Regions from separate parts of the Mus musculus genome. Here region 2 is linked to region 1. A link is a contact called in public HiChIP or PLAC-seq data. All regions are on one chromosome and are shown on one strand. Each heading gives the region's core, a stretch centred on a gene start, on an enhancer-like site or on the middle of the called end of the contact. The rest is flanking DNA. Distances are from core to core; before and after follow the strand shown.

Region 1 (2,794 bases), core at 7-2,506:
GGATGATGGTCTGGCCAGTCACCTCTTCAGTGTAAAGTCAGCGCTGCCACAAAAGTGGATGCTGACCCTTCTTTTGTCTTTGTCTTTGTCTTGTCTTCTCTTGTCTTTCTCTATCCATTGTTGCTGAGTGGTAGCAGTGGTTGTTTTGAGACTGGGTCTCCATGAGTACAGGCTGGCTTTGAACTTGCTACGTATGTAGCCCTAGGCTGTCCTCAGACTCCTAATCTTCCTTCTTCCACCTACTAAGTTAAGTGCAGAGATTGTGGGTCTGTGCCACCCCGTCTTGTCGAACTGTCCCTTTGTCAGGTTCCTAGATCTGTAACTTTAAGATGGCTGGCGTGCTATGCTTTCCGGTCATCAGGACAATCTAGTTCCATGTGGTTTATACCGCAGGTCAGTCTCCTCTGCTCCGATGTTGCTGGCGTGCTTCTGGTTCCGAGTCATCTTGCTTTCTTTTCCTCCTGGTCTCCACTCTTGGGCCCTGTCTTAGGGTCACTACTGCTGTGATGAAACAAAATGGCCAAGTCAACTTGGGGAGGGAATGTTTTATTCTGGATATACTTGCACATCACTGTTCCTGAAGGGTGGAGATCAGGACCAGAACTCAAACCAGGCAGGAATGTTGGAGGCAGGAGTTGATTGAGGCAGTGGCCACGGAGGGGTGCTGCCGACCGGTTTGCTTAGCCTGCTCTCTCACAGAACTCAGGACCACCAGTGCAGGGGTGGAGAGCACCAGCCGTACTGGGCTGGGTCCTCTCCCCTGAATGACTAATTAAGAAAATGCCCTACAGGCTTTTCTGTATCTTATGGAGGCACTTTCTTACTTGAGGGTCTTTTTCTCAGATGACTTTAGTTTGTGTCAAGTTGGCATAACACTATCTAGCCCAGGCCCCCTTCAGTCCAGCCAGGAGTAACTTTTTTTTTTCCCAGACAGCCCTGGCTGTCCTGGAACTCACTTTGTAGATCAGGCTGGCCTTGAACTGAGAAATCTGCCTGCCTCTGCCTTCCGAGTGCTGGGATTAAGGCGTGCGCCACCGACGTCTGGCTAACTTATTATTATTATTTTTTTTTAATGAGAAGTTCTTGTGGCCCTATTCTAACCCCAACTCCACCCCCATTTGACCTCAAACTCACTACATAGCTAAAGCTGGCCCCATACTCTGATTTTTCTGCAGCCATCTCACCAGTGCTGGGATCCGTTTCTGGCTCTGCACTGACTCCTTGCAGCTCATTGCTTTTGTCAAGCCAGGCACTTGACATTCTACTTTTCTAATACTGTGTTCCACTTCCCCTTTCAACAATACGGCCCACTCAGGCAGTACTGCACTCGCCCCAGACCATATGCTGAACTTTTCATGCCTGGAATCGTCCCCTGATCCTCTCTCTCCTGGCAGCCTTCTTGTTATCCGAAGCCTATTTTTTCAAAGCTTTCTCTGTGGTTGCCAGACACGGCATTCCCACAACTCATTGAACTTGCCTTTTGTGATTGGCAATGATCCGGTTATAGATGACTGGCTTATTCTTCTCCATGGTCTGAAAGCCCAGACAGGGCAGGAATCTAATGGACTCATTCTTACATTTTCTGTTTCTAACACGGTGCCTAGAAGGGAGGTAGGCACCTTGAATCCAAAGCATTAGGGAAAATGCGGGGGAAGTAGGCTCTCGCGTAACCCAGGCTGGCCTCAAACTAACCATAAACTAGAGATGACCTTGAACTTACGATTCTCTTGTTTCTACATGCCAAGGTCTGTAGGTGGGAACCACCTTACACAGTTTGTGAAGGCTGGGGGTTGAACCCAGGGCTTTATGCGTGCTAGGCAGGCACTCTGGCAACTCAGCCATATGTCCATGGTTTTGCATTAGATTTCTGAAACCAGCTCGTATTTACTCAGTTTCTCTTAAGTGGATGCTGGACTGACTTCGTGATGTGAAACATGAAGTCTTTGTACTGTTGAAGTCCTGAGGAAATTCTCCTTGCCGATAGAAGATAGAAATCGTCCTGTTGAAGCCCTGTGGAAGACCACAGGACAAGCATAACACAGTCCAGGCCCAGGATACACAACAAACAATTCTGTCCACTCATACTTTCTCTCTCTTGGAGCCCACCTTCTAGAGAGGAACATAGCCTGAGAAAAAGTTCAAGATTCCATAGGCTGCCTGTACCAGATGTAGCCTGGATGCCCTAGATGAGTTGGCTGGTACTCCCATGATTCTCTGCTGTGGCATGGGTGGACTGTGTCTGGGACAAAGAGCTAGGGGCTCTTTTTCATAATCCTCTGCAGTCTATCTATGGCTGGCTGAGAGGCTCTCCCAGGCGAACTTGCGACCTTGTTCCTCCAGCTTGTTCCCTCACTGGTTGGTCAGCACCGATTACCTGTGAAGTTTCTGTGAAGTTCGAGATTGCCTTTTGAAGAAGAGTATGGCACTGTCCTTGCCCCAGGGTGGGCTCTTCGTAGCTTTCTCTAAAGCCCATGTTTCCTTCAGTGCTGGCATTGGTGCCAAGAGGAGTGGTTCTTCGGCACCCCCTTGGTTTCATGGCAGTGCCTCGGGACAGACCCGTGAGAATGACTCAGGTTCCACAACACTGGGACAATGTCCTTGTCTTATCCTTGGTGTGACAGGCAGCCTCAACATTTCTGTCTGCGAAGGGCAACACTACGGTGTTTGCTCATACAGCAGATTCTCTGATGTCTGCGGGCTACTTGTCTCGGTAGGATTTCATACAAGTGAACTTGACCAAGTGGAAGCAGTTCCAAGAGACCCTGAACCTTCCACACGAGCCCAGAAAAACTCA
Region 2 (2,826 bases), core at 88-2,587, 180 kb after region 1:
GTTTCGCTGTGTATATGTGGACCCAGGATAATATAAAAGTGTTAGGGCATAAAACTGGAGGGTACAGACATTTTCAGTTCCCAGCACTCCTTCCAGGGAGGAGCATAAGGGAAGCCCCCAGCTTCATAGTAAATCATCTGCAGCACGAATGGATCTGGGCCTTGCATAGAAACACGCGCATTGGCAGCTGGACCAGCTGTTGACTCTGAGTGCAGAGACCTGGGTTCCACTGCCTACCACTGTAGAAGTGCCAGCTGTGACCAGTTATTCCTTTCCTGAGTCTGAGATTCACAAAGTTGGGCACACAGTTCTATGGGTCAACCTTTGTTTTCAGTAGGCGAATGGAGAACTTACTGTAAATACCCTCTGCGTTCCAAAGATCTCTTCCTTACTGTTAACTTTACGTCTGTGATGCAGAGTTGAAGGTTTTTAATACAGGCTTAGGCTTATTCAAAAGGGTTAAGAGAGGTGCAGGGAAGAAAGTAAACAATGCCCAAGAGCAAGGATGTGGGATTCTCAAAGAAAAGTCACAGAAAGCAGGATGTACCCAAGTGTGCACAGATTCTTCAAGGGAGAGTTGCCAGTGTTACATATGATATCCTGCGCTGGCATGATGGTTCAGTGGGTAAAGACTCTTGCTTCCAAGCCTGTCACTCTGAGTTTGATCCCAGACACACGTGGAGGGAGGAGAGAACTGGCTTCCACAAGTTGTCCTCTGAATACCACATGTGTGCTTTGCTTTGTGTCTCTTCTGTAGGCGCAAACCCACAAGCACACACACACACACACACACACACACACACACACACACGATAATATTAATTAAGAAAAGGTAAATGAGATTGTCTACACACTGGAGAATTTAAGGAATCCATCCACAGAGCATGTAAGTGTTAAAGGAGCAAAGGGTAGTAGTGGCTGTGGAGGGAGGTGCGGGGCCACCCTTGCCTATTTAGGAAGTTGTAGGCAAGACATGTTTTTGAACACTCTGGAAACTACAACCAGGGTATAGGAATTTCAAGAAGGCCATATTCCAACTCAACACAACTTTCTACCAAGTAGAATCATCAAGAAAAATGGTTTTCTTATGCCAGGGCTGGCTGCCCATCATAGGACTTACACAGCCAAGGCTTTTTCTTGGCAGGGGAAGGGGAGAGAGGGGACTCCTAGAGAGCAGAAGTTTAGGCCAATCTCAGACATTTCTAGAATTCTCTTTAAGGCCTAAGACTCCAGGCTCTTACAGGTACTTCGTTATTGACAGTCCAAACACAGAGCATGTATGGCACACTGCCTCTTCCGTAGTGCTTAGCCAGCCACTTCCTCTGTGCAGGCTCCTGGTTGCTGCAGACCCAGGCCTGATCCAGCTGTGCCCACACTCAGGGTCAAAGTTAAGTGTGCCTGGCAGAGCTAGAACTCAGGCTCCCACAGCTCCCAGCCATCACCACGAAAGGCATTGGCATGGTAATCTAACTGCTGCTTATGGAATAGGGTTCAAGTAAGCAGCCGGCAGAGCCTGCTGATGCGCATGCATCCCTCTTCTTTCTTCTGTGGGAAGGTCTCTCTGCACAGCCCCTTCCCCTGCCAGCTGCTGGAAGCAAGGTTAAAGCATCGTGAAGGCAGAGCTCATGCCAGCAGTGCTGGGGTTAGCTCAGTGTGGGAGGATGAGGGGCCCAGGCAGAGTGGCCATGGACCACCTTCCCTTTCCTCAAGTGGGAATGAAGAACCCAGACTTTCCTCCTCAGTTCTCCACCCAAGACCTGAGTGGCCTGGGCCACTCAAATGACCTCAGTAGTCAGAATGGTATCGGAACAGGGCGGGTGCCACTGAAGCAGTGCTGGGGAGCTCTTCCTGGCAAGCCTGTGCTGGTCTCATTGTGCGGATTACCTCAAAGGACATGTTTAAGGAGGTATCTGTCATACCCAAGAGCGTCAGCAACTACAGAGAAATGAAAACTCCAGGGGCCAGCAAGATGGCCCTGCAGGTAAATAAATGTGTGGACCATGCAAGCCTGGTGACCCAGGAGAAGGTGCAAGGACAGAACCTACTCTACAAGGTTACCTACCCGCTGACCTCCACACCCGCACTGTGTGTGACAGGCACATGCTCGCACAGGCGCACGCACACACGGTAACAGTAAGTAACTTCTTTTGAAGAAATGAGAACTCAGACATGAAAGTGGCTTCTTCCTCCTAGCCCTTGTTTTAGGTCTTCTTTCCGGCCTGAGGAGGTGTGGGGACACCAGCTCTTTCCCGGGTGCTGATCTTCAGTATCCTCGTTGAACTTCTATGATGAGCGGGAGAGGTGGGCGGTACCGTCTGCGTCTTATAGAGAAACCCAGGAGCTTGCTCAAGGTGACCTGGTCCCTAGGCTGGCAGTGTCTGCTGCAGTCTGTGCCCCTCACTGAGGGAATAGCGCTGAACACTCTTCGCAGTCACTAAATTTACATTTCCTGGCCTCCCCTTCCAAAATGGATACACTAATTGCAGCCTTATTTTTTTTAATAGTAATCATCAAGAACACATTTCTTTAATGTTTGCATTTTCTATTCTGCATAATGCCAAAATAAAACATTGATCAGATCTACAAGCTCAAACCCAGTATGGCCATGTAAATTAGGAAGGGTTAGGAAGACATTACACTAAATGCGAAGAAAAAAAGTGTTGATTAGGGACTTATTTTTGTATGAGATTAAAATGTGAATCATTAAAATAGGGACTGTATTTTGGGTTCCGCATTCCCTTCACATCGGAGCCAGAGCGATGGGTGGCTTATGGTTTGGAGCACTAAAACCCTATCCAGCTCTGGATCCTGGCACTCCGGTACAAG

What was found. HiChIP or PLAC-seq counts read pairs in DNA pulled down with a chosen protein or histone mark.
Region 2: an H3K27ac HiChIP or PLAC-seq map of microglia shows a contact between it and region 1, with 4 times the contacts expected there. The contact joins two enhancer-like sites. A contact is called at or near these places in 3 of 39 promoter capture datasets (3T3-L1-derived adipocytes and hippocampal neurons), 14 of 484 Hi-C or Micro-C datasets (B cells, the G1E-ER4 cell line, Th1 cells and 7 more), 8 of 115 datasets of contacts at active chromatin or transcription factors (CD8 T cells, bone marrow-derived macrophages, embryonic stem cells and 4 more) and 4 of 9 other capture datasets (adipose tissue, embryonic stem cells, liver and 1 more).

Annotation. Positions count from the first base shown.
Region 1 is chr6:134,050,780-134,053,573 of GRCm38.p6, forward strand. All of the region lies in intron 1 of Etv6 (ets variant 6), which reads left to right. Among named protein-coding and RNA genes, the nearest start is that of Etv6, 16 kb to the left of the region's middle. Within about 2 kb of position 1,257, at least 34 of the 459 cell types and tissues checked have an H3K27ac peak or open chromatin away from gene starts, as enhancers often do. A contact at or near this core is called in microglia, where this site is marked.
Region 2 is chr6:134,228,189-134,231,014 of GRCm38.p6, forward strand. All of the region lies in intron 3 of Etv6 (ets variant 6), which reads left to right. Among named protein-coding and RNA genes, the nearest start is that of Gm38908, 6.7 kb to the left of the region's middle. Within about 2 kb of position 1,338, at least 5 of the 459 cell types and tissues checked have an H3K27ac peak or open chromatin away from gene starts, as enhancers often do. A contact at or near this core is called in microglia, where this site is marked.